Regions from separate parts of the Mus musculus genome. Here all the other regions are linked to region 3. A link is a contact called in public Hi-C, HiChIP or PLAC-seq, capture Hi-C and promoter capture Hi-C data. All regions are on one chromosome and are shown on one strand. Each heading gives the region's core, a stretch centred on a gene start, on an enhancer-like site or on the middle of the called end of the contact. The rest is flanking DNA. Distances are from core to core; before and after follow the strand shown.

Region 1 (4,204 bases), core at 1,543-4,042, 730 kb before region 3:
GTCAACCCAGCTGTTCTGGCTCAAACTCCTCTCTAAGCTGACTGATTCCATCTGGCTTCTCTTTTATCCTCTCATTCTATCTTTGCCTGTGTCTAGCTTGTTTTCTCTCTGCAACCTGTCTCCGTACAACTGTCTCCGTAAAACTGCCCTCTCTCTTCTTTTCTTGCTCTTTGTTTTTTTATTTTATTTTTTTCCATTTTTATTAGGTATTTAGCTCATTTACATTTCCAATGCTACACCAAAAGTTCCCCATACCCCCCCCCCACTCCCCTACCCACCCACTCCCCCTTTTTGGCCCTGGCATTCCCCTGTACTGGGGCATATAAAGTTTGCAAGTCCAATGGGCCTCTCTTTGCAGTGATGGCCGACTAGGCCATCTTTTGATACATATGCAGCTAGAGTCAAGAGCTCCGGGGTACTGCTTAGTTCATATTGTTGTTCCACCTATAGGGTTGCAGTTCCCTCTAGTTCCTTGGGTGCTTTCTCTAGTTCCTCCATTGGGGGCCCTGTGGTCCATTCAATAGCTGACTGTGAGCATCCACTTCTGTGTTTGCTAGGCCCTGGCATACCTCTTCTGGGCATATATCCAGAAGATGCCCCAACCGGTAAGAAGGACACATGCTCCACTATGTTCATAGCAGCCTTATTTATAATAGCCAGAAGCTGGAAAGAACCCAGATGCCCCTCAACAGAGGAATGGATACAGAAAATGTGGTACATTTACACAATGGAGTACTACTCAGCTATTAAAAAGAATGAATTTATGAAATTCCTAGGCAAATTGATGGACCTGGAGGGCATCATCCTGAGTGAGGTAACCCAATCACAAAAGAACTCACACAATATGTACTCACTGATAAGTGGATATTAGCCCAGAAACTTAGGATACCCAAGATATAAGATACAATTTGCTAAACACATTAAACTCAAGAGAACGAAGACCAAAGTGTGGACACTTTGCCCCTTCTTAGAATAGGAAACAAAACACCCATGGAAGGAGTTACAGAGACAAAATTTGGAAGTTTGACGAAAGGATGGACCATCTAGTGATTGCCATATCCAGAGATCCATCCCATGATGGCTGACACCATTGCTTTTCTTGCTCTTTGATGCTCTCTCCTAAGTAGCCTCTTTTCTTCCCATTCTCCCGAGAGCTGGGCATATTCTATTCTGTCTTTCTCTGATTCATCTCTTTGCCTGTCACTCAATTAAACATCAGTTTCAAACATGCTTCCTCTACAAACTACCTTCATCGTTTGGGATTAAAGGTGTACACTAAGGGGGTATCTGTATTCCAGTTAAAGGGATTAAACATATGTTTTAAGGCTGAGCCACACCACAAGTAGAAACAAGGTTTTTCTGGGAACAACACATTCTCCCAGTTCACAGTGTGATCAAATATCCTGCAACTGTCGTAGCAGCAAGTTCCAGGCCAGCAATGGCTACACAGTGAGATGATTCCTACCCTCCCCCCCCCCCCCCAACCCGCTTCCAATCCTCATGCCCAACAAAAGCAAACAAGAGCAGCAACAAAAGCAAATTGGCTCCTTTCCAGGCAGAAAAAAGAACAAACTAGACACTGCAACATCTGGGGAGCTCTCAGAACAAAGAGGAGGGGAGCCACCCTGGGAGCCGCAAGCATGTTGGGTGGGTCTGCACCACGGAATGAGAGCTTCTCTGGTCCATTCGGTACATTTGTGAGTTTGAACCAAAGGTACCTGCCTCCAGGTGCTTTCTCTGGAAACTTCTCCCTGTTCCTGTGCATCTGTTGGGTGTGGTGTCTTCCAGGCAATAGAATGGGGCCCACCTTATGGACGGGGCCAGTGAGGTAAGCACAGTAAGGAGGGAGCGATGACACACATGTCCTAGTATGGTGTACCATGTGCTTCCACCCAGCGCATGCGTACTCCACACTCTGCTTTTCTTAGGTGTTTGGATCTGCCCTCACCCCCCTATAAGCCACAACAGGATGAGACCAGCATTTGGTCTCCATAGCCACTCGGTGTGCTCCCGTTCCTGCTCTTATGGTCCTGTCACTCTTTCCAGAGCACTCTTGGGTAGAAGTGAAGGGGAGAGCTATGTCGCTTGGCACAGACCGGGCGGTGGAAGGATGCCAGGCTCTGAAGTCAAGCATACTTGGGTTCCGATCACAGCTGACTGTAGTAACGTACTCAGCTCTCAGCTATCACAGTCACATTTGGGAGGAAGGCTAGTGGGAGATCCCTGGAAGGACTGCTAGAAAGACAGAACATGTGAGGTAGCTAGGACAGACAGACGCTGGACATCCTTGAGGACTCATATTGGCTTCTTTTTCTCTTCCGTCTCTCCTTTAGGAAGTAGCATATATGGAAGATAGGCCCGTAATTTCCAGCGAGACTGACCTGTGTCAGACCCCCTCCCCAAATACTCCCCCCCCCACCAGCCTCAGCCGTGAACCTGTGTGGCATCTATGACAAGTAGCTTAACCTCTCGGACCTTCTCTTTTGCCAACCATAAACTGGGGCTAGTGGCAGAGACTGGCCCCACTCAAAAGTTGGTAATCACACAGGACAATGTTTGTACAATACCCAGGACGGAGTGGGTTGAATTCACGTAGGCAAGTTGTCTGTGTTGTCTCTGTTTGTGGCTTGATGGAGCTGTTCAGTTATTCGTGCCTCAACAAGGGAGTGAGTTTTACAAAGCATAGTCGCCCCCCTCCCACCCCGCTTTCAGGAGAAAATGTGAGCTCAGGAGTAGCCCTGAAGAATATTAACTAAGACATCTGCTTTCACAGGCTGTCTGTACAGAGGGCTGCTTGGGCTCACGCCTGAGTTGGTATGCCAGTGGCGTGCCAAACTGCAGCTTTGTACAGGACAGAACCTTTCTTGCCAAAAGACTCTCTGGCTTTGTCTGAGCCACGCAGATCCCCAGACATCCTGCATGACAAAACATTCCCTCTGTTATGTCAGGCAGGTGTAGCTCCTGGTACTTCATTTATAAAGATGGCCATTAAAAGCTTAAGCCTCACATCCCGGGCTTCCCCGGAGGGCGTTTCTTATATTTGTCTACACACAGACAGTAATGTGTTCCTGTTTAGCATTGCCCTTAGCGCATGGAGACATGGAAAGGCCGGGTGCTCCATGCGTGAACAGATGGAGTCCTCTCTGCACATCGCCTATAGTCCAGAAGTGCCCAACGGGCTCAACTTTCATCACCTCTGTGTGAAAGGTAGAGAGGGGGAAGGCTCCTATCACACTCCCTGTCTCCTCCAAATTGAATTTAAATGAATCCTGGGCATTGCAATCAGAGGCACATGGCTTTGACATTTACTCACCTGGAAGAGACACCCTGGTCCTTTGAAATCTCTGTCCTAGTCATCTTCAGAGCAGGAGGAAAGTCGCTGCCTCAGAAGGTTGATAGAATGAGACGCTGTAGTGTTGGCTCAGCATCTGGCCTGGAACAGCATTGCCACTTGGCAATGTCCTTCCCTCCTTCCTATTGCTATTTTCTCGGGGAGGTCTGTTTAAAGGGTGAGTTAATTAGGCGTGATAATGCTAAGCTGTCTCAAACGGAATCATTGTGGATGGTCATCTGGAGTGACCACAGCAAGTCTCTAGGTCACTTGGAGGCAGGCAGCGCTTTAAGGGCTTGGCCACTGTCCACATAAGCAAAGTAAGGCATAAAGGAAGGGGGTTTGCAAATGTGCTGGACCTGGTCTCAGGGTGGGCTTTCCCTAGCTCACCTGGCTACACCTTGTGTCACTTCTCAGCTGGTAATTTTTGCAGTTGGTAGCTGTGTCAGGTAAGCCTTCCAGTGTGCATGTGACACATGAGGGCCTCCGAGGGTGGGGTTGGCTTCTTTCTGAGTGGCTGATGATTTTTGACCTTATTTTCCAGGTCACTTTGTCTGTCCTTAGCCTGATTGTGGATAAATGGGAGAAATGAGGGGTATGGGTCACCCAGATAGGCCACAGCTTCAGGCTTAACACCTTCATGTGAGATCTTTCTATTTTGGGGGGCTGGAGCTTGAATGCAGGGCCTGTGTATGCTAGGCTAGAGCTCTCCCAGGAAGGTACATGCCCAGAACTCCAGGTGTGATGACTTCGCTTCTTCTGGAAGTACTGGGAGTTGAACTCAGGGCCCTGTGTGTGTGTGTGTTAGACATTTGCACTGTAGAAGAAGGAATCAGACCAACCTTTGCTTCCCAACCTGTCTTCTGTGGAGTC
Region 2 (3,863 bases), core at 720-3,219, 600 kb before region 3:
CCATAAGGCAGAATTAAGGGGCCAGGGGGATGCTTGGAAGGAGTAAGATCCACATAGGGTGGCTGGGGCAGACCTTGTCTAAGCTCTGGATAGGAGGGAATGGTGAGGCACATGGATTTCTGAGAAAAGATGTCCTAGGAAGAAGCCCCTGCTAGTGCAGAGTGTGGAGTGGGAGGAGCTATGACAGTGGGTGGGGCATAAGGAGCACTGAGGGTGAGATTTAAGGACAGAGAGTTAATGGTGGGGAGGGGCTACACAATGTACTGCAGAGCCTTTTGGAGGACCCAGGAAAGCCATGAGCAGGATATTGTGGGTGTGGTGCATGTATTTCTTTTCAAGTTTTGTCTGTAGTTCTTCATGTCATAGTTTTGGGGAATAAACCTAGGTTCACAAGAACAATAATAGAATTCATTTTCCGTGGCTCTGCTCCTATCTGAATGGCCAGAATCCCAGTCTGTCTTAGAAGTTATCTCAATGAGTTCAGGAAAGCTCACTTGTGCGTGCACAGCCATGATTGCATGTGGCACACATATATGTGGCAGCCAGAGGTATCATAAGGCTCTGTCCACCCTTCCCGCCTCTCAGGGTCTCTCATTGATCTGAGGCTTGTGAGCACCAGGGATCCCCCTGTGTCTGCCTCCCACTGCTGGGATTATAAATGTATGCCGCCATGCCCTGGTTTGTTTTTACATAAGTTCTGACATTCAACTCAGATCCTTATGAACACTTTATTGACAGAGCTCTTCCCCAGTGCCAAATTCAAGAGGGCTATTTATGACATCAGCTGGCAGCTCTATGTCTGGCTGTCCACTGCATGCCTCCTTCTCCTATACTGAATCCTCATTCCCCTGGTGGCACAAAAGACTGACATAGTCCGGCTCTGATTCTTACTGGGTGAGAGAACTGCACTCTTGAGTACTCTGAACTGGGACAGGATTGTCAAACTGTTCTGGGCACCAGAGACTATGAAAACAAGCCTCTTGCTCCCTGTTCAGGTTGCTGGGGGGTGTTTTGTCTTTGCAGTGACTTTGGGTGGTGATAATGACTTTCACATCTCATTAATACCATAGACTCCCTCTATCTAGCACAGATTTATTATTATAATTAAAATTACTAGACAGAAGCAAAGGAGCCTATGAAGAAGCCATATATATATATATATTTGTTGAAGTAGTACATTTCTATACTTTAAAAAGTCAAGTAGTGCTGGAAGACTTTAAAAAAAAAGCCCAGTCTGCTCTTGCTTCATAGCCATCTTCCATCTCTCCAGAATCACCCTGAGTTTTTAATTGTTTTCTCTTGGTATTTACTTCTGGGCTTCTAAGAAATATGGCTACCAAGCTCTCTCTTCATTGATCATTTTTAGACAGGGAGTATGGAGAGATGATGAGAATTCTAAATCTCTTGTACCCTCCCGATATGGTTCTAGCATTATGTAACTATAGAAAACCCCACGTTTGCTGCTTTTGGCAAACACTCCAGTGTTCTTCATTCTTGCGCTAAGAGTGCGCTGTTTATTTTCTTTTGGAACAAGTTGCCTTTCCTAAGATTAATATTCCCCCCCCCCACTTTATTTTCACTTCATTCATCTTTTGGACAGCTCTTTCCACATCTGGGCACAGCTGTACAACTATTTAGCGGGTGGACAGGGATAAGCAAAGGCTTGCTTGATCATTCACCACTCACTAGCTTAACTCCATGCCCATGAAGATGATCAGGCCCCAGAAGCCTCCCGGGCACTTTCTCATTTTCTCGTTTTCCTTCGCCTCTTCATTCTTCTGCCTCTCCTTCATCACCTCTCATTCCTCATCCATGTTGGCTTGAACACAGGGGCAAAGCTCTGCTCTATGCATTTTGACTTTGATTCATTCAACAGTGTAATAACAGTTTGCCAACTTCTATTAGCACTATCCGTCTGCCACAGTGGTATGGAGGATTTTTTTTTAAAGCCTTGGAGTTCCTAGAGAACCCCTCCTGGGCACTGCCCTTGGTGGACCATCAACCCCAGAGGATCATGGGCAGCAAGATTCCTGTTCTCGCCTTATTTTCCCCTCCCCTTCATCCCTACTCCCCGTGTTATAATTTGGCCTGGCTGCCCTTACAGTACGCGGGGCTCTGGGCTGCCTTGTGATGGGCACCTGTGAGCACCTGTGCTTTCTGGCAAGCATCTCTGTATGAACAGCTTGAGTGTGATCTTTGTGATCGCAGGTTTTGGGCTTTCAAAGTGCATCCTAAATATTTGCTCTCCTTCTTGGTTCACTATATTTTGCCAAACTGGAACCCTACCCTCCTGTCCGTATAACTCTATTTTTTTGAGTCTTTTACTTAATAAAAAAAGCTTGGGTCTCAGCATTCATCATCGTGATTAATGTGATTCCACTAATAACCTTTTTCTACTTGGGAAGACTCCAATTATGGCTGTATTTTGTGTTTGGCCTTGGGCCAGTTTCTAACTCACCTAGGCTGGTTTCCCGATGCCTCTGTGTGAGCATTAACCTCTCCTGTCTCCACGTTCTCCTGCAGACTTCAGGCAGAGCCCATTCTCGGGACCTTCTGCTGACCCATCCTTGGATAAATAAGCCCAGCTGCCTGGGGAGGGAAAGCCTACCTTTCTCTCTTTCTGAATAGTTCAGACGCAAGGCTATTCAAGGATTCTTGATGGTTTCCCCAAAGGTGATATCAAGCCACATTCAGCCTTCATAATTCTTTGGCTCACTCCTCACCCTTATAATTAATAATGGAACCTTGCCAGAAGTACTGATCTTTTAGGATGCTCTTGAAGGAGGAGACTCAAAGGGATCCGCACTGTAAACCCTTCCCAAGCTCTAGGCTCTCTTTGAACACAGTGGAGGAACTGGGATCTTTAGAGAGGTAAGAAGAGAGAAAAGAAAGTGGTTTTCAAGGTCAGACAGCACTGGATATGTGACTCTGAGAAAATTGCTTAGCTTCTCTGGGTCTCAGTTGACTCCTTTGTGAAATGGGAGGATGGTTATCATTAGAGTTGGGATGAGGATTCAAAGGATAAAAGGGATGATGCCTATAATATGACCAGTGGCTCATTTCTACTCCCACAGTAGTTCCATATACTAAACAATACCTAGAGATGCTAAATAGCCCATCTGTATGAGTAGCCCTGTGTTTTGCTTTTACATCAACATATGTTTATTATTATTAATTATTATTATTTTATTTTATTTTTTACTTAAGCAGACTTTAATGAAAGCTGTGCGTGAGATGTCTCTTCTCTGCATCTTCTCGATTGTTTCTTCCTTGTATTTGCCCTTGTCCTTTCCTACTTGTCAGGACTTGGCTTTCCTCTCCAGGATCTTGTGGCCCTTGTTCAGCTTTAGCCTGGTGATGCCCACCTTGCTGGGGTGGATGCCCACATGAACGGTTGTGGTTGTGCCATTAGCCTTCTCTCGCTGGACTCATTCAATGTAGATGATGTATTCCTTCCTGTACACTTAGACTACCTTGCCAATCTACTCACCTTTGTAGTGTCCTTGAACACCCTAAACTTCATTATCCTCCATCATCCTTTCGGATGGGCATAGACTGAACACTATACTTCTGTCTCAGCTCTTTGGAAAGAGGGGAAGTCATGGTCTTCCCCCGAATGTGAGAAGGTGCATTGAGATGACTTTCACATTCAGGGGAATGCCAAATTTGCAGTTCTTGCTTCTGCCAGAAGTCACTAAAGGATTGAACTTCATTTTGGCAGCTGTGACCTCCCCCCCCCCCCCATGGCTACAAATGGAAGGAGCACAAATGTTATTCTTGAGGGTTTTTATTTTTTCCACCTGTTCTCGCAATGGCTTGGAAAAAGGGTGTTTAGTAGCCATACACTAGGGATAAACTCAAAT
Region 3 (4,093 bases), core at 97-2,596:
AAGTCCGCCCCCCTTCACCGGGGCATGGTCAAAGGGTGACTGCTGTCTCTGATCAGGCCAGTTCTCCTGCTTCCGGAGGGGTGGGGAGAGAGGAGCAGACACCGCACACAGAGAAAGAAAGAGAAGCGGGGATTATTGCCCGCAAACACAGGTCACCAGCTGCCTCCGTTGACCCTCCCTGCTCCCCAAGTCCTCGAGCCGCCTGCCGCCTCCAAGCTGGCTTCAGGCGATGCTTCCAGGACGCCGAGCCCAAGGCTAGGCTCCCAGGACTGGGGTGCGTCGGGAGTCTCACTGACTCCCCCTCGTTGCACGCGCGCTTTCCGCTTTTCTGCTATTTTCCAGGGCTCCCCAGACCCCGCAATTGCCTCGCTTCCATCGCCCGCAACTAGCACCGCCGCCGAGATTTTCCGCAATGCAACTGCAGGGGTCGTTATTTCCTCGCCTACGGATCCCGACGCCTTCCCACTTGGAGAGGAGGAGGGCAGGTGGGGGCGGGAGCACGAGGAGGAGGGGAAGGAGAAGGCTCGGCCAGGTGAGCTTCCGTGCGGCCGCCCGGAGTCCCCACGTCAGCGGGGCGGCCAGGCACCCGGGGGCGGAGGCAAAAAGTCCGTCCCGGGGAGGGCGGCGAGGACATAAGGAGCAGTAGCTGGGAGTCAGCACTTCAGGCCACTGCCTCGGCCGGGACCCTAGGCGCCAGCCTTGGAACTCCGCCCCGCCCGGCTGCCCCGCTTCCCCTCCAGGAGCTTGGAGTTTCTTTTTTCTTTAAAAAGAACTTCTCGGCTGTTCGCTCACTACAGAAAAGCCGTGCGGGACTCATCTTGGAAGGACTGCGCTGTGCTCATTCCCTCTGCAGCGGAATTTGAAGGATTTTTTTTCTTTCTTTCTTTCATAATCCATTCCCTGCCCTCTCCTTTTCGTCCCTCTCCTGCTCCCTCCTTCCCCCCCCCCCCGCCCCCATCCTGCTCGGATGCCAGAAGAAAGCTACTTACCCCACAGTTCTCTTCGCAGATTCCCTGATCAGGTGCAACTCTTGCCCGCAAGTCCCTCACCTCCCTCCTCTCGCAACGGACACTCTAAGTCCGGGTACCAGCGGCCGCCAACCGCATCCCTATCAGAGCAGCTACGGGAGAATCCGATACCATCGGAAACCCAGGCCTCCCGGGAAACGGGTTTCCCTTCTTGTTTTTCTTTCACCGTTTTTCTTTAGAAAAGCTCTCAAACGCTTTGGTGGCTTTTGATGGACCCCGGGATACTCTCGGTCAGCGACACTCAGCAGCTTCCAGGGAAGGAGATTTTCCCCCAGCAAGCCGGCGCGCGCGCACTCTTGCCCAGCGCGCGGCTCTCTCGGGCCCCAGGGGAAGGAGGGGGCGGCGAGAGCACCACCCACCACCCAGGCGGAGCCGGAGCCGCCGGGTCTGCAGAAGGTCTAGCCCTGGAAGGGCGGCCTGGGAATGCAGTGCGGATGCAGGGTAAATGCTAGGAAATCCTGCGCTCCGGACTGCTCGCCTAAAAGGGCTAGGGGTGAACAGGGAAGGAAAAACTGCAGCAGATTTGTGTGCGTCTATCAAGGCAGGAGTGGCTGGCGGAAAGCCCCAGACCTACCTCTTTTAAGGGTGCTGAAGAAGAAGAGGGCAGGGCAGAGGGAATCCCTGGAAAGATCTGGGGTTTGTGGAGAAGCTTGTCCGGATACCCAAGTGTGACGTTGGGAGGCTTTGCATAAGCGCGGATGGACACACACAACAAACACACGCACAACCCACAGGGAATATTTTTGTACTTTTAAATTGCTGATGCTTAGAAGCTGTTTCACTGTGAGCCTCGATCTAATAAGCATAGAAAGAGTGGAGAAGTGGAAAGGAAGAAGGTGGGAAAGAACCATGTTTTTTGATCTGCACAGTAGATGCAGCAAACACAGCGAACATCCAGACTGTGTGGCATCTAAGGGTGCGGCATAAGAGCCAAAGTAGTTACACCAGAGGGCTCCCCGGATTCTTGAATGGAGTCTAGGAAGTCTAGAGATTCTCTGTACTGGGAAGTCGGGCGTCATGAGACCCGGAGGGGAGCAGTGGGGGTGTGGGGGCTGGCGCTGAGAGAGGAAGGAAAGCAGCTAGCTGACTGCAGAAACCAGAGTGTGCGGTTCTGCAGCCTCCGGGGATCCTAAAAAAGAACCGCTGGCAGTCTTGCCTACTCTTTAAGAAGGAGGTGTGGCCGAGGGAATTTTTTCCCCCCTCTGAGACGACAGCCAAGGACTCCAGGTGGCCAACGCATTAAAAATCGAGGCTCGGATGAAATAAATCCATGCTTTTTAGGTAGAGAACTTTGAGACTCAGCAGGAAAGACATTGAGACTTGAGAACATTAATAGAATCAGAGACGGTGAGAATTAGCCCATTTGGGAAACATAGAGGGGAGTGTTTGTCTCCGTGTCTTGAAAGTAGACTGCATGAAAGGGATTTTTTTGAGCAGAGAGAGAAGAAAGCAGTTTGCCAAATGTGAACAGAGCCATCGTAGGTCAGCACCACGGATAGCGACCTACCTTCTGTGATTCCAAGCTGGTTTACTGACAGCAGGAGAGCTTTCTCTCTGGATGTGCAAGCAAAGTGACTGGGTTTTATACCACATAACCATTCATTTATTAACGGATTATGCAAATATCAAGTGACTGACTTATATACATCAAGCATTGTAGTACAGTGTTGTGGTTTTAAAACTGAAAAGCACGATGGGTGTTTATCACAGAGCTCAGAGATTGTGCCTTCCTGTACATTTTGCCTTAAGACCAATGCTAGTAAATAATAGTTCATCCCTTTCTTTCCTGCCTAGACCTGCCACTGTCACTGTAAACGTTTAATTTATCATTGTTTATAATGTATTTAAAAAATAAACTCATGAGATTATTTGTTAGTTAAAAAAATGTATTGATTGATTTCCATAGACCAGGCATTGATGAGTCTCTAGCATGAATTATCTCACTTAGTCATCATTAACATCCCGTCTTGGTCCATTTGTGATGCTTTCACAAAATAGCACAGCCCACAAAATTTATAAATAATTTTTTACACTCCTGGAGGCTGGGAGAGGGCTGAGGTTGGGACATTCCACACTGAGAGAAAGGGTTCTTTCTATGTCCTTATACAACAGGAGACAGAAAGACAAAATATTTTAAAGCACTTCCCATGATAGTTTTATAAGGGTAAATCCTTCCATTCGTGAATGTAGAATCCTTATGACCTAATCATTTTTCTACAGGTCTACCTCTCATATAAGCACATTGGAGATTCGATTCCAACATGAATTTTGGAAGGCACACATTTGAGCCACCATAGCAGATCCCTGTACAATACATATCTTATAAAACAATCTCAGAGTCTCTATTTACCTCACAACTACTAACAGGTAGTACAGAGATTACGTCTGGGAAGTCCAGACTATGCAAATTCATTTCATGCTTGAGAAAACGAAATGCATCACCGTGAAGGAAGTGTTGGGAGCTTAGGGAAAGTCTAAGTGTTCACACCACACACATAGAGACAATCAAAGTCGGGCTGAAAACATACTGGCAGGTTATGTAACTTCAAAGTTACTTAAATTAAAATCAAGAGAGAGAGAAAAGATTACTGGCAATTGGGAACAGACCAGAGCATTTCTAACTAGGAGTCTAAAGGCCAATTCTCTTACACTTGCAATCTGGCAATAAACACAACATGCCCCCAGTGTTTAGGTTTCTTACTAGAGTCTCCTAAAGAAATAACAATATTTTCTTAAGTGTTTTCTAGGATTGATCTGTATGTTTCATTTTAAACAGTGAAACCCTCTCGTTAAATCCAAATAAAAACTCAGTGAGAAAATATTAAGTAGGAATCTTTAAATACAGTACTTTTTATTCCTAAGTGAGTGCAGTGCTCTTGACAGCCAGAAGAGGGCATCAGATTCCCTTGAGCGGGAGTAATGGGTGATTGTGAGCCATTGGATGTGGGTGCTGGACACTGAATTCAGATCTTCTGAAAGAGTAGTATGACACTGAGACATCTTTCCAGACCCTTATATCCAAATCTTTATGTCTTTTGAAATCCTCTTCCAAACCTGCTTTCATC
Region 4 (3,925 bases), core at 782-3,281, 790 kb before region 3:
CCCCCACCCCCGCCCCCACCCCCCAACAGCATCCTATCCTATAAATAAATAAACGTTACAAGAAGCATTTGTGAGAAAGGGCCTTCCTTTTGGAGGGGGCATGGGTTTGCAAAGACCATGAGTCAAAATGATGAGAAGGAATAGTTTTGATCATGTATCTTCCAAGTATTGTATTTATTAGTTTCAGTACTATTCCTCCCCCAGGCCCAATTTTACGCGTTCTTAGAAAAAGTGATTTAGCAAAAGGCAAATAATGTACATTGACAGTACCAAGGATATGGTGTTAAAAATGTCCTCATCGCAAAGAGGACTACTTGTGAAACAGTCATGAAACCCCCACATAGCAGTTCCCTGGCTTCCCAGGGAATAGTTTCAACCATCTTTAGTCATGGAAGCAGCACACTTGATACCGACCCAGCAAAGTTTTCAGTTGGCCCTTACCATCTCTTTACTCTCCCCATCCCCCTCCCTCCACTTCCCTGATGTTCTTTCCTGGCATACAAAATATAGGCCAATGAGCAGTGGGTGGGTGAGGAGGATGTGAGAACAAATTTGAGAAGTAAAAAAGGGAGCAACTTAACCAGGACACGACATGAATGAGACTGAAGGGTCTAATAAGGGCAGGCAAGTGAATATCAGAGACTGAAAGAAACCGAAGGTGCTTTCCTAGGCTGCAGTGCGTGGTATATGGATGTAGGGTTAAGTAGAGGTCAGACTACCTACCACTCGTCAGAAGCTGGGCTGCTTTGGGTGACTTCTAGTGTCTCTTCCGACTCTGAAATGTCAGGATTTCTTTTTCACAAAGGAGAACGTACGGATGGTGGAAGCCCACTGACTTGGAACCCTCAAGTAGCAGCCTTGGCGGCTGACTCCCCGATACCACTCCTACGTCTCCCTCCCACACGTGCCCACCCCGCCCCCTTTCAGTATCAGCACCTCCACGTGCAAAATGCCTCTCGGCGCTGGCTCTACAATGGTGGGCTCCGTCTCCAGCCAAGCCCCGAAACTCTGTATGCTCCTGCCCCCACACCCCCGAGAAACCACTCTCCCACCCTTGGCAGCTAAAAAAGGCAAAGTCTCCTATCTAATCTTTCCCTTCAAGCAGAACGGGGTTGGGAGGGAGCAGAGGAAAAACTTTCTTATGTTTTTTTTTCTCCCTAAGAGAACCCTAAGTCAGGGGTTGAGGGGGGGAGGGGAACCCCTGAACGTTTAACGGCCAGTAGGGGGAGGGGAGCTCCGGAGACGGAGGGGGCGTGGGATGAAGAAGCAGGCCCGCGAGTGGGGTCCCCGAGCTGCGGCGTTCCGGGGGCCGGGCAGCCGCAGGCGTGCCCCCCCCCCTCAAACCTGGCACACAAAGCGGCCGCTGCGCTCGGCTCTCACCAGATCCTTTGTGTTTTCCATCAGGGCCTCATGGGTAGGGGCCGTCCGTGCTCCCCGAGCCCGCGGCGCCCCCTCCCCCCCCGCGAGCAGGGGGCCGGTGCCTCTCCCCGGGACTGCGGCGACTACAGGGGGGACCCCCGGCTGGGCCAGGGCCAGCGACAGCAGTGGCAGCCCCCGGATTTCCCCCCTTTTAACTCGGGTGGCCCCAGGATATCAACAACATTAGCATAGCCCTCCCTCCCCAGCGCGCCTGCGCCGTGACCCGCGCCCCGATTGGCCCACTTCCCCCACGTACCCTCCTCTCTCCCCTCCAGCGTGGGACCCTCGGCAGGCGCCGTACTCTAAGGACCGTACCAAGACCACAAGTCGATGAGGTAATTGAGGGCGCGCGGCACGACGCGGGGCTCAGAATCAGCAGGGCGAGAAGTTTCTTTCAGCCACTTCCATTTGGACTCCGGCCTCCCCGAGTCCCTTCCAATATGTTGCCTCCGAGAAGTTGTGTTGGGAAAAATTTCCACTCCAGTCACGCCGCTTCCCCCTCCACCCGGAAGATCGGCCTTCCCTGAGGAACTCCCACATGGGGCGGGGCCGCCGGACGGAGTGGGAGTGACGTAGCGCGCGAGCGCCGGTCACGTGGCTTGCGGCGGCGCAGACTCCTTCCGGCTCCCCGGGGCCGGGCCGAGGAGAAGAGCGAGCCGCCCCGGCACATGCGCAGTGGTACTCCACGTGAACGTCGGCGTTTTCCCCTCAGCCCTGAGGATGCCGCCCGAACGCAAGAGCCGGACGAGACGAGACCGGAGAGCCGGCGCAACGCCGGGGAGGAAAGCCAGACCCGGGAGCGGCAGCACGCCCGCAAAGGCCGCCCGTTCATCCCAACGGACACAGCCGGCCGAGCCGAGGGCGGCCCCTAGCGCGGGATCCGCGGCGGCGGCGGCAGAGGAGGAGGAGAGCCGGCTCCGGCAGCGGAACCGCCTGACGCTAGAGGACGATAAGCCGGCCGCCGAGCGTTGCCTGGAGCAGCTCGTCTTCGGCGATGTCGAGGACGACGAGGACGCGCTGCTGCAGCGGCTGCGGAGCTCGCGGGTGAGGAAGGCCTGCCTGCCTGCCCGCCTGCCTGCCTGCCGAGCGGGCACACGCTCTGGCGGGGCGCGCGGCGGGAGGCGAGGCCCCGGGGGCGGAGCCTGGAGGTGGGGGGGACCTGTGGCGGCGAGTGCTCAGGTGGGAGGGACCGGCGACCGCGGGCGCCGAGGGGCGCCGTCCGGCTCTTTCGCCTCGGGTTCTGGGCTGCTGGCTGGCGAGGGCGGGGACGCTGCCTTTCTCCGCCCCAAAGGGGCTGCGGCGCTTCGCATCCAGCAGGCGCTCAACTGTCGGCTTGGTTTGCCAAAGGATGTCTGCAAAGTAGAGTCGCTCATCTTCGGGCTCTTACACCCTCTGCTGGAACCACAGGGGTGACCGTTTGATCACCTGTCGCGACTCCGCGTAGTGGATGGAACCAATACGTGGGCAGAAGGCGTAAAGCTGCATTTTAATAACATCGCGGGGTGATACCCACGCCCAGCTTTTGAGAACGATCAGTGTGTATTCATCTCTAACCTTTCTTTGGTTGCTAGCTCTTGTAACAATTGCAAATCCTTCCTGATTGATGCTCTTTGCGCTATTATTTTTGTTCTATACCTGGTCCCTGGACTAAGGGTAGAGACACAGCAGTGGAGGAATCCCACAAGAACCCCTCTTGGAACTTGTGTTAGTAGTGGTAAAAAAGCAAGATAAAAGAGACAAGACTAGTAAAGTTAAAGTATGTTGGTGGAGAGGAAAATGAAAACATTTGAGAAAGGGATTTAAATATATGTGAAGACGTCTTTTAGATAGGGTAAGCTGACTGACTCAATGGGAATATCAGCATTTGCTTAGTTCACCCTTTGTGTGGGTGCTTTGATGGAGAGCTGCAGCAGCCTTCTTTGGGAGGTGGAGACCAGTTATGTTAAGAGCTGTGGGACAGTTCTGTATCCAAAGGACTCACTTGATGGGCTTTGAAAGATCTTAAATCAGCAGTGCTGGTGGATACTGCAGTTGGCTCCTTGGACACTGCCCTGTAGGTTGGGAGAAAGCTCAGATCATTTGAAGGGTTTTTTTTTTTTTTTTTTTTTTTTTTGAGTGCTAGGTTTAGGTTTCGAGTGTGTGGGTGTGGTATAAAGTTTGAAGAAGGTGGAGATGGAGCACATAGAACAAGAGATACTCCTCATGAGGCTATGAGACACAGCCTATGTTGTGTGGGATTCTAGTAGGCCCCGGGCTCTGTAACTGTTGGGCTTTGATGCTTGCTCTTTACCTGCCGGCGGCTTACCTTTTACCCTTGTCTACTGCGGTCTTTAGCTTTCCGTGCACTTCCCCCCCCCCCCCCCCTTCTATCCTGCCTCACCTGTCCTCATGGTGGTTCTGATCTCCTTTCCTGCGTGCTCCTTCAGCATGTGCTGTGGTTGTGTTCCATCACATTATTTCATCAGCACACCAGGAAAGCAAAAGCATTCTATAGGCTATTGTAGTA
Region 5 (4,029 bases), core at 1,528-4,027, 540 kb before region 3:
ACCTGAGGATAGCGTTCACTTCTGAAGGCCATTTTCAAGAGTCAGTGTGTGAGCGAAGTCTTTCTCTGGTGCCTGTCCCAGGGGATCTTCAGGAAGCAGCTCTTTCTAAGCCTGTTTCTGCTGCCCACATACTGCCCCAAACTTGCTCAGGTACTCAAAACGTACTCCTTGCTTTTGGATTTTGATTTTATGCCTCCCTCTTGCTGGCCTGCCTGGTTTGCAGAACCCTGACTATTGCTTCTGATATTTATCTTGACCCTAGAGCTCTCAGCTACTGGTACTTGAAATATGAGATAGAACTATAAAACAAATGTTGAATTTTAAAAACACATCATAGAAAATATGAACACAAATTATCCTATTAGTATTTACTTGCACAGATATATAGACATGATAATATTTGGTTATATTAAGTTAAATAAAATCTATTCCTAAAATTAATTTCATTTATTTATTTTTGTTATAGGATAGCAATGGAATCTGGGTGGTTTTTTTGGGGGGAGGCACATTTTAAAGCACACCTCACAATTTTAACCATTTAATTTTGCTGAACTTGTATGATTATGGGTTAGTCAATGGTAAGTGTAAATTGATATTATTAACCTGATTTTTTATAAAACTGGGACCCAAAGAACTTAGGGTAATTATTTAAATTTTATTTAATTTATTTACATTTTAAAAATGAATTTTAATGTTAGTACACAGAACAATAGGTTTTATTGTGACTTTTCCCTACACATGTGTTATTAGACTTTGCTCTCTTCTGTTCTCATTCCCCACTGCCCTCTGATGCTCCCCTCACCAGCTCTGGCTGATTCTCTTCCTTCCCCCGGGTAGTCTCCCCACATGCCCCCTCTTTATGTCATATGTATTCATCACAATCTCTTTTACTCCCCTCCCTAAAGATCTGTTCCCCCTTCAGTAATTTCCCTCTCATATCACGACTTCATATATATAAATCACACACACACACACACACACGCACACGCACACGCACATGCACACGCACACGCACACACACACACTCACATCCACCCACATATATATCCAGAGTCTGCTATGAGAGAAAATGTGGAATTCGTCTCTCTGTATCTGGCTTATTTCACTTAACATGACGAGTTGGGGTTCTATATTTTCTTGTACATGTGATGCTTTCATTTTTCTTTACAATTACACACAATTCCATCACATAGGCTATTTCTTTACTCACCCATTAAAAAAAAAAAAACACTTAAAGCATGGCTAGGGTGAGTGAAATGACTCAGTGACTTTCACATTTGCTATGTAATCTAATGATCCTGCAAGTTGACCTCTTCTTGACATAGACACACACACACACACACACACACACACACACACACACACACACACACACCACACCACACCACACCACACAGACACAGATACATACAGTCATAGAGAGATACAGAATCAGACAGATACAAAGACACACAGATACAGACAGGCACAGATACAGACAGGCACAGATACAGATAGACACAGAGACACAGACAGACAGACAGACACAAACACATAGACACTGATGCAGACACATAGACACAGACAGACAGACAGACACAGATACACGCAGAGACAGACAGACAGAAAGAGACAGACAGACAGAGACAGAGATAGAAAGAGGGACTGGTACCTCCATACCCTAACATGCACACACAAAGTATTGAAAAATTAAGAATCAGGGATACTAGAAATGTAAAAGTCATGAATGGCTAGCGTTTGTTGTTTGCTTTCTTTTTCTCTTGTGTGGCGTTATATTCTAAACCACAGTTTGGTAAATGCGTTTATGAGCCAAAGCTTGTGTTCTCTCAAGCTTATGCCCTAAGAGTAGCTTTTAAATTTTACATTGTTGAAATAATTAAAAAAAAATTTCATAAAAAGTACATAACATTTGAACTTCAATATATCTAAACAAATCTTTATTGGGATCTAGCCATGCACATTTATCCCCATATTGTGTGTGGCTGCTTTTATGCTACAGTAGAAGACTTGTAAAGCTGTGGCAAGGATCTGTCCACAGAGCCCAAGATGTCTACTCTCTGGCTTTCTGATGAGTTTCTCGACCTCTGTTCTGGACCACTCTCTCAGTGTTACACTCTTTCCTCTTTGCTGACCGCTGGCTTCTGGATCACTCTCTGCTCTCCTGAATGTCCCGTTGTCTGGATGCCCAGCATACTCCAGAGTTCAGATTCAGCTCATTCACCTCTTATAACACATACCCAACCCTGGCTAGGTTGCCACTCTCTCTCAGTCACTTGTAGCTATGGAGTTACTTGTGTGTGATTTCGAAGTGAGCCAGTCTGCCTGGACACTTGTCACAGATGCCGTCTTCGTGTTTTGCTTTATGTGTGTTGTGACTTCCCCTAAACCAAGCACAGATATGTTGAAAACACTACGCTCACAAATTGCTGCGGAAGAAAGACATATTGCCACCGCGATGGGGATGGCCATCTGCCGTTATCAGTGCGGAGGAGATTGCTCAGGGAGCCTGCAATGCAAATGTGTTTTTAAGCTTGACTAATGCTTAAAACCCTAGATGGTGACAAGTAGAAAGGTTCTGGGTTCTAAGAAAAACCTTACTTCCTCACTTTGTAGCCTCTTACCACCACAAACACCCTTTCTTTGAAAAAAATATTTTTAAAGAAAAATAAATAAATATCATCACCATTTTCAAAAAGGGAGCCATCTGGTTTTGGCAGGTAGGATGCTGGGACCTGGTTCAAATTTGCAGGTAGCTTGTACCGACGCCCAGACTGTCTCTGCAAGTCATCAAAGGGTCCACCAACAGTACTGGCTTTTTTCCTCATTCTATTTCTGTAACCTACATCCTTTCTCAGGAGGGTTTTCGGACTGACCCTCCCCACAGCTCCCATTACTTGCCTCATTCCTCTGGCTCCCAGTGGTAAGCACAAATTAGCTCTCACATCCATTCTGTCCAGTTCAGTTTCACAGTTCTTGGGTTTCCAAAATTGCAGTTTCAGTGTGGTATCTTGATGCCTAATACAGAGCCTGTCCGTGTTGAAGTAAATACTCCCGTATAAGAGTCTCTTCAACAACTGGTGACTTAGCAACAGCCAATCAATACCCTGAAATAGCCCACAGCGGCTTGCCTCTCTCTCTCTCTACTTCTTCCTTCAGGTTCTTTCCTCAGCTGTTCATAGCCTTAGGTTTCAGTGCCTTCTGGGCACTCCTCTTAAGTCTCTGTCCCTCCGAATGTGTCCCCTGAAATTCTTGTGAAACTAAACTTACATCCCTTGCCCCATGTCACAGTTGCTCAGAGGCAAGGTCATAGCTGTGATAATAGGAGAATCTTCTAGGAACTAAGTTGCTAGAAGCCAAGAGGTGTTAGAACAACAGACCTATCTAGTGCCTGAGAGGTGGGAAATGAAACCTGCGTCTTAGCTCAGTGAACTCTTAGGTTTCAGATGGACTGTTTGGACCTAGAGAATAAGCTCCCTCCTAGTGGAATTATTTGAATTTGATTTGCTCCTTGCCACTCCATGCACCTTGGCCAGCACAACAGGCCTGCTGGCATTTAGTCTAGGCTCTGCCCCATAGTTACCTGGCAATAGCCAGGTATATCTGACTCACTATAAAAGGGGCTGCTTGCCCCCTCCTCTCTCTCTTTCTCTCTCTCTTGCCCTCTTGCTCTCTTTTCTTGCTACTGCTCTTTCTCTATCCCCATTCCCTTTTCCCTCTCTCATGGTTGGCTTCTACTCCTCTTCTCTCTCTCTCTCTCTCTCTCTCTCTCTCTGTGTGTGTGTGTGTGTGTGTGTGTGTGTGTGTGTGTGTGTGTGTGTCCCTTTTTCTCAACTCCCCTCCCTATGTCCTGAATAAACTCTATTCAATACCATCCTGTGGCTGGTACTTCAGGGGGAAGGGATGCCTCAGCGTGGGCCCACAGAGGTACCCTCTTACCCCACACTATACCACACGTACACCAAACATATCCCTCCTTTCTTATCTTTTCATAAAACACAACAAGGCCTTCTTCCAGAAAACACACAGACA
Region 6 (4,007 bases), core at 1,498-3,997, 670 kb before region 3:
TCTCTTTACCCCTACGTGTAGTGCTTGCTTTTCAGACAGTGAGGGCTTTCTGACTACTTACCAGAATCTGAGGATGGGGTTGGTAGATGGAGCATTCACAAACTAGCTGCCTAAGGACCTCATCCAGTAAAAGTTTATTTTAATGAGGTCAGATAACAATTTTTTTCTCAGTAGCAATGTTCATTGACTTCTAGGGGTGAACTCTTACTGTTGACTCTACTGCTACTTCTCCAAGTATTGAGTACCTGTTTGTGGGGAATGGGGAGAGCTGATGTTGAAAACGATCAGCTTTGGTGTTGACCAGCAGCAGCCTGTGGTTGAGGAAGGGTTGGGCACATACATGTGCGTGTCATCGTTTGGCCAAGTTGTCCTTGTGAAAGCTGTCCTCTGCCGTCTCTCATCCAGCCACCAACAGAATGTCTACAGGTCCTGGTGTGGTTGCACTTAGTGTGCCAGCCTCTGTGCTATCTCTTGGGGAAGGTGATGGATGCCATCAGTCTCGTGGTAAGGATGTCAGTAGCAAAATTTAGAAAATACAATGGACTGAAGGAAGAGCTTTGCCTGACATGTACCTTGCTTACCAGAATGTCGAGGCAGAGACATGGATCGTGAAGCCTAGGAGGGGCTGAGAGGAGTTTTGGGAAGTTAGTGGCCAGACGTTTTCTAGTGTGCTAGCATCAGCTAAATGAAGAAGGATGTTGGAAAGATATGGATGATGAGCTTGGTTGAAAGCCGAGGTGATGGAAAATAAGGAAGTAGCAAATGAGAGCCTTGTCTGGGTTTTGGCTGGAAATGTGAGAGGTGGAGGAGGAGCTAGGGGGAGGTGCCAGGTGATGAGGGTCCTGACCGTTGTGCTGAGGGACCAGGGCTACCTTTAGTACAAGTGTTTGGCAAAGTTCCATCCCAGCTATCTTTACATCACAACCACCTGCAGTGGCGGTTAGAAATCCAGACATTCTGCACTGGAGCCTTCGAAGAAGACACCGAGAAACCTGCATTTTAAATAAGCCCTCAGGATATTCTGCTGGTGCCTGAAGTTGAGAAGGAGATAAAGAGCCATTGAAGAGTTTCTCGAGTGGCTGAATCTGTGCTTTAGACAAGTCTCCCTGCAGCGGAACATAGGGCAGGAAAGATAAAGAAAGGCAGGAGTCCACTTGGGAGCCACTTGAAATAATACCGTGGGTGGCTGAGGATGAGCTGACCACGGAAGAGTGAGGCAGGATGCAGAGACACTGCTACGGTGTCAGAAGCAGCGATCTGGGAGGGAACATTGAGACAGCTGTCTGAGAGCTAGCTAGCAGGATGTCTGCATATACAGAGCGTGTGGACAATGCCCGTGTGCTCATACAGAGAGTGAAAGACACTGTTCTCAGTTGTAAAAGGAAAGATGTTCGAATTTTATGAAGAAGTCATACTTAATATGACACTGAGTGATTTTAATTTAATTTAATTTTTGAACTAGGGGGATAGAGTCTTACGTTACCAGCCTAGCCTTGAATGTGGTTGAAGATGACTTTGAACTTCTAGTCCTCCTGCCTCTACTTCCCAAGTTCTGGGATTTCAGATGGGTGTCACCACCCATCTGGTTTTTTATGTACTATTGGGGCTCGAACCTGGGGCTTCATACATGCTGAGTCATATTTATAGCCTACACGGAGCAATTAAAAATTATTTTCAAGAACTTTTATTGCGTCCATGCATTTATTTATTTTGTGAGTGCATGCACGGGAGTGTGGATGTGTGTGTGTGTGTGTGTGTGTGTGTGTGTGTGTGTGTGTGTGTGTGTGTGTATGTATGGGCACATATGCCGTGGCAAAAGTTGGTTCTCTCTTTCTACTACGTGGGTTCCAAGGAGAGAATTCAGGACATCGGCATGAACCTGATGCCAGTGTTGAAGTGGTGGGACTTGAATTCTTTTTTACCTCAACCCAAATCTAGTTTTCTCCTAGGACTTCATTGCTAATAGATTGTGTTTAGCATTCCAGATACCTCCCCATATATGCACATACATAATTCTATGGATGCTCATAGTTTTATTCTATGTCCTCTTGCTTGCCTTTTGTAGATGCATGTGATCTGTGCATGAGTTACATATAACTGGAGCTGGGTGTGGTGGTGGCTCACACTTGTAATTGGCCTTCTGGCATCTGGGACAAAAGGTGCACGTTGCAGTGCCTGGATTGATTCGTTCTTTTTAAAGGGCTACATGGTCCTCTCCCAGCACTGGTTTCTCCTACCTCTCATGCAAAGGTTCTGAATTTAAACATAGACCTATTTCTCTGTAGGCTCCCGCTGACTCTCAAGCCAGGGGTTTCCTTCTTATTCTCCAGCCTTTGCACTCAGTGCAGGTTAACTTCCTCTTGGCAATCAGACACTCTCCCTCTCCCCCTCCCCCACTCTGTCTCTCTCTCTCTCTCTCTCTCTCTCTCTCCCTTATGTAGCCCCCAATGGCGGTGAATTTGTGATTCTCTTCCCTCAGCCTCTTGGATGCTGAGATTGGAGGTACCCACTTATGTTTCATGAGAACAAACAGATTGAGACCTGTACCTTATCCCTGAGGGAGGGAAGCCTCCATGGGGAAGGCTTTGTGGTTCCCACAAAAGGCAGGTTGATCTCTGCGCCCCCCCCCCGCCCCCGCCCCCGCCCCCCCCTCCCCCCCCCCCCCCGCCCGCCTGTGCCCCTGAAATCCTGAGCGTACTTCTTATTTTGGGAGCACACCTTCAAGCTGAGCATTCTCTCTCACTTACTGCTCAGTCTACTCACAGGAAGCACTGGAGAGGGTTCACTGGAAGAAAAAAAAAAGTACTTGAGAAAGGATTTGGAAAAACATGTTTCTCATTTCAGCTGTTGAAAGAGACATGAAGGTGACAGATTCGTCCCTAGTGCATCTCTTCCGGAGGACCTCTCAGAGGTGACTTGTAACCACACCGGCCAAGGCGATGATTTATTGGTTGCAAATAATTGGAAGGTCCTTGTGAACCATGGAACGAGGGTTGTCGTGCCACCACCGGCTTCTCCACCCACATGCTAATGGAAGAGCCGCGTGGGTTTGCCTAATTGAAACAGTCAGGGTGGAAACCGCTGAAAAACCTGCTGCTTCTATTTATTCTCTGGGTTTCTATGGAGAGAGGCGTGCTCCTATAGGCGATCCTTTAAAGTAGGATGCGCGAGGAAAACAGCCCCCTGGTGGTGAGGGAGGTACCTAGGCTCCGTGGAGTTAGTGGCTGGGTTTGCAGGAGTGTCCTGTGGTTATGTGAAGGGGAGGAGAAATGGACTTTACACTCAGTGGGTTGAAGGAACAGTCGTTTTAGTTATAAAATAACAAAAGCTTACACGAATTTAAAAAAAAGAGGGCCTGTTGTACTCTATTCACGGTCTTTCTCCTCAGGAAACACTGAGGTGGCAGAATGCTAATGCAGTCCTTCTTGTTTTCCTACTGGGGTACAGGGAGGTTAGAGGGGCTGCCTGAGGGCATCAAGGAGCAAGGGCAGGAAGACAGCAGACTGGCCATCGAAGGTCCTGGTTTAATTTATTATGGGATGATCAGTTTTCGACACTTTGACTGAGCTGACAGAAATGGGAGCAGAAGTCTCATGGTCAAGGGCTTCTCTCGAAGGGTTTCAGTGTCTCATATCCCACTGTGTGACATCATGGGCATCCTAGAAAATAGCCTGTGTACTCTTCTGGGTCAAGACCTAGCATGATTTTCCTCCCTCCTTCTCTTTCTTGGTCCCCTCCCCACTCTTTTCCCATGCAGCCCATACCGGCCTCAAAGGCACTATGAAACCAATGCTACCCTTGAATACTTTAATTCTCCTGTGCCTACCTTGTGAGTGTTGGGACGAGAGGCCTGCCCATCTGTGTTCCATTTCTTTCTTAACAGAGAGGAAGGCACAGGACTATTTTTGAGATGGATTTTCACTTTGTTGCCCAAGCTGGTCTTGGACTCTTGAGCTCAAGTGATCCTCTTGACCCAGGCTTCTACATGTCGAGATTAGAGGTGTGAA

Evidence for each region. Promoter capture Hi-C pulls out the DNA fragments that hold promoters and counts their contacts. Hi-C and Micro-C count contacts between places; a contact is called where the count stands out from the background. HiChIP or PLAC-seq counts read pairs in DNA pulled down with a chosen protein or histone mark. Capture Hi-C pulls out chosen DNA fragments and counts their contacts.
Region 1: an H3K4me3 HiChIP or PLAC-seq map of forebrain shows a contact between it and region 3, with 8 times the contacts expected there. The contact joins the enhancer-like site here to the promoter of Car10 in region 3. A contact is called at or near these places in 7 of 39 promoter capture datasets (embryonic stem cells, frontonasal cranial neural crest, liver and 2 more), 7 of 115 datasets of contacts at active chromatin or transcription factors (embryonic forebrain, embryonic hindbrain, embryonic stem cells and 3 more) and 1 of 9 other capture datasets (embryonic stem cells).
Region 2: a contact with region 3 is called in a Hi-C map of cerebellum, with 2.3 times the contacts expected there. The contact joins the enhancer-like site here to the promoter of Car10 in region 3. A contact is called at or near these places in 3 of 39 promoter capture datasets (embryonic stem cells, hippocampal neurons and liver), 1 of 484 Hi-C or Micro-C datasets (cerebellum) and 2 of 115 datasets of contacts at active chromatin or transcription factors (embryonic forebrain and stem cell-derived neural progenitor cells).
Region 4: a capture Hi-C map of embryonic stem cells shows a contact between it and region 3, with 6 times the contacts expected there. The contact joins the promoter of Utp18 here to the promoter of Car10 in region 3. A contact is called at or near these places in 4 of 39 promoter capture datasets (embryonic stem cells and hippocampal neurons), 3 of 115 datasets of contacts at active chromatin or transcription factors (embryonic hindbrain, embryonic stem cells and forebrain) and 1 of 9 other capture datasets (embryonic stem cells).
Region 5: a Hi-C map of cerebellum shows a contact between it and region 3, with 2.7 times the contacts expected there. The contact joins the enhancer-like site here to the promoter of Car10 in region 3. A contact is called at or near these places in 4 of 39 promoter capture datasets (embryonic stem cells, hippocampal neurons, liver and 1 more) and 2 of 484 Hi-C or Micro-C datasets (both in cerebellum).
Region 6: a promoter capture Hi-C map of hippocampal neurons shows a contact between it and region 3, with 6 times the contacts expected there. The contact joins the enhancer-like site here to the promoter of Car10 in region 3. A contact is called at or near these places in 7 of 39 promoter capture datasets (the 3T3-L1 cell line, cranial neural crest, embryonic stem cells and 3 more), 1 of 484 Hi-C or Micro-C datasets (cerebral cortex), 4 of 115 datasets of contacts at active chromatin or transcription factors (SST interneurons, embryonic forebrain, embryonic stem cells and 1 more) and 1 of 9 other capture datasets (embryonic stem cells).

The regions. Positions count from the first base shown.
Region 1 is chr11:93,828,074-93,832,277 of GRCm38.p6, reverse strand. No RefSeq gene overlaps it. Among named protein-coding and RNA genes, the nearest start is that of Gm35148, 22 kb to the right of the region's middle. Within about 2 kb of position 2,792, at least 41 of the 459 cell types and tissues checked have an H3K27ac peak or open chromatin away from gene starts, as enhancers often do. A contact at or near this core is called in embryonic forebrain and forebrain, where this site is marked.
Region 2 is chr11:93,694,932-93,698,794 of GRCm38.p6, reverse strand. No RefSeq gene overlaps it. Among named protein-coding and RNA genes, the nearest start is that of Gm35148, 110 kb to the left of the region's middle. Within about 2 kb of position 1,969, at least 3 of the 459 cell types and tissues checked have an H3K27ac peak or open chromatin away from gene starts, as enhancers often do. A contact at or near this core is called in cerebellum, where this site is marked.
Region 3 is chr11:93,095,619-93,099,711 of GRCm38.p6, reverse strand. It overlaps Car10 (carbonic anhydrase 10), which reads right to left and starts at 1,346. Exons shown (of 10, transcript NM_001361708.1): 1 at 990-1,346; 2 at 1-66.
Region 4 is chr11:93,883,872-93,887,796 of GRCm38.p6, reverse strand. Utp18 (UTP18 small subunit processome component) reads left to right here and starts at 2,031. Exons shown (of 14, transcript NM_001013375.1): 1 at 2,031-2,463. The coding sequence starts at 2,140. Mbtd1 (mbt domain containing 1) reads right to left here and starts at 1,626. Exons shown (of 16, transcript NM_134012.4): 1 at 1,381-1,626. RefSeq lists enhancers at 1,714-1,747, 1,760-1,802, 1,997-2,029 and a cis regulatory region at 2,009-2,016.
Region 5 is chr11:93,642,014-93,646,042 of GRCm38.p6, reverse strand. No RefSeq gene overlaps it. Among named protein-coding and RNA genes, the nearest start is that of Gm35148, 160 kb to the left of the region's middle. Within about 2 kb of position 2,777, at least 5 of the 459 cell types and tissues checked have an H3K27ac peak or open chromatin away from gene starts, as enhancers often do. A contact at or near this core is called in cerebellum, where this site is marked.
Region 6 is chr11:93,762,426-93,766,432 of GRCm38.p6, reverse strand. No RefSeq gene overlaps it. Among named protein-coding and RNA genes, the nearest start is that of Gm35148, 44 kb to the left of the region's middle. Within about 2 kb of position 2,747, at least 14 of the 459 cell types and tissues checked have an H3K27ac peak or open chromatin away from gene starts, as enhancers often do. A contact at or near this core is called in forebrain and hippocampal neurons, where this site is marked.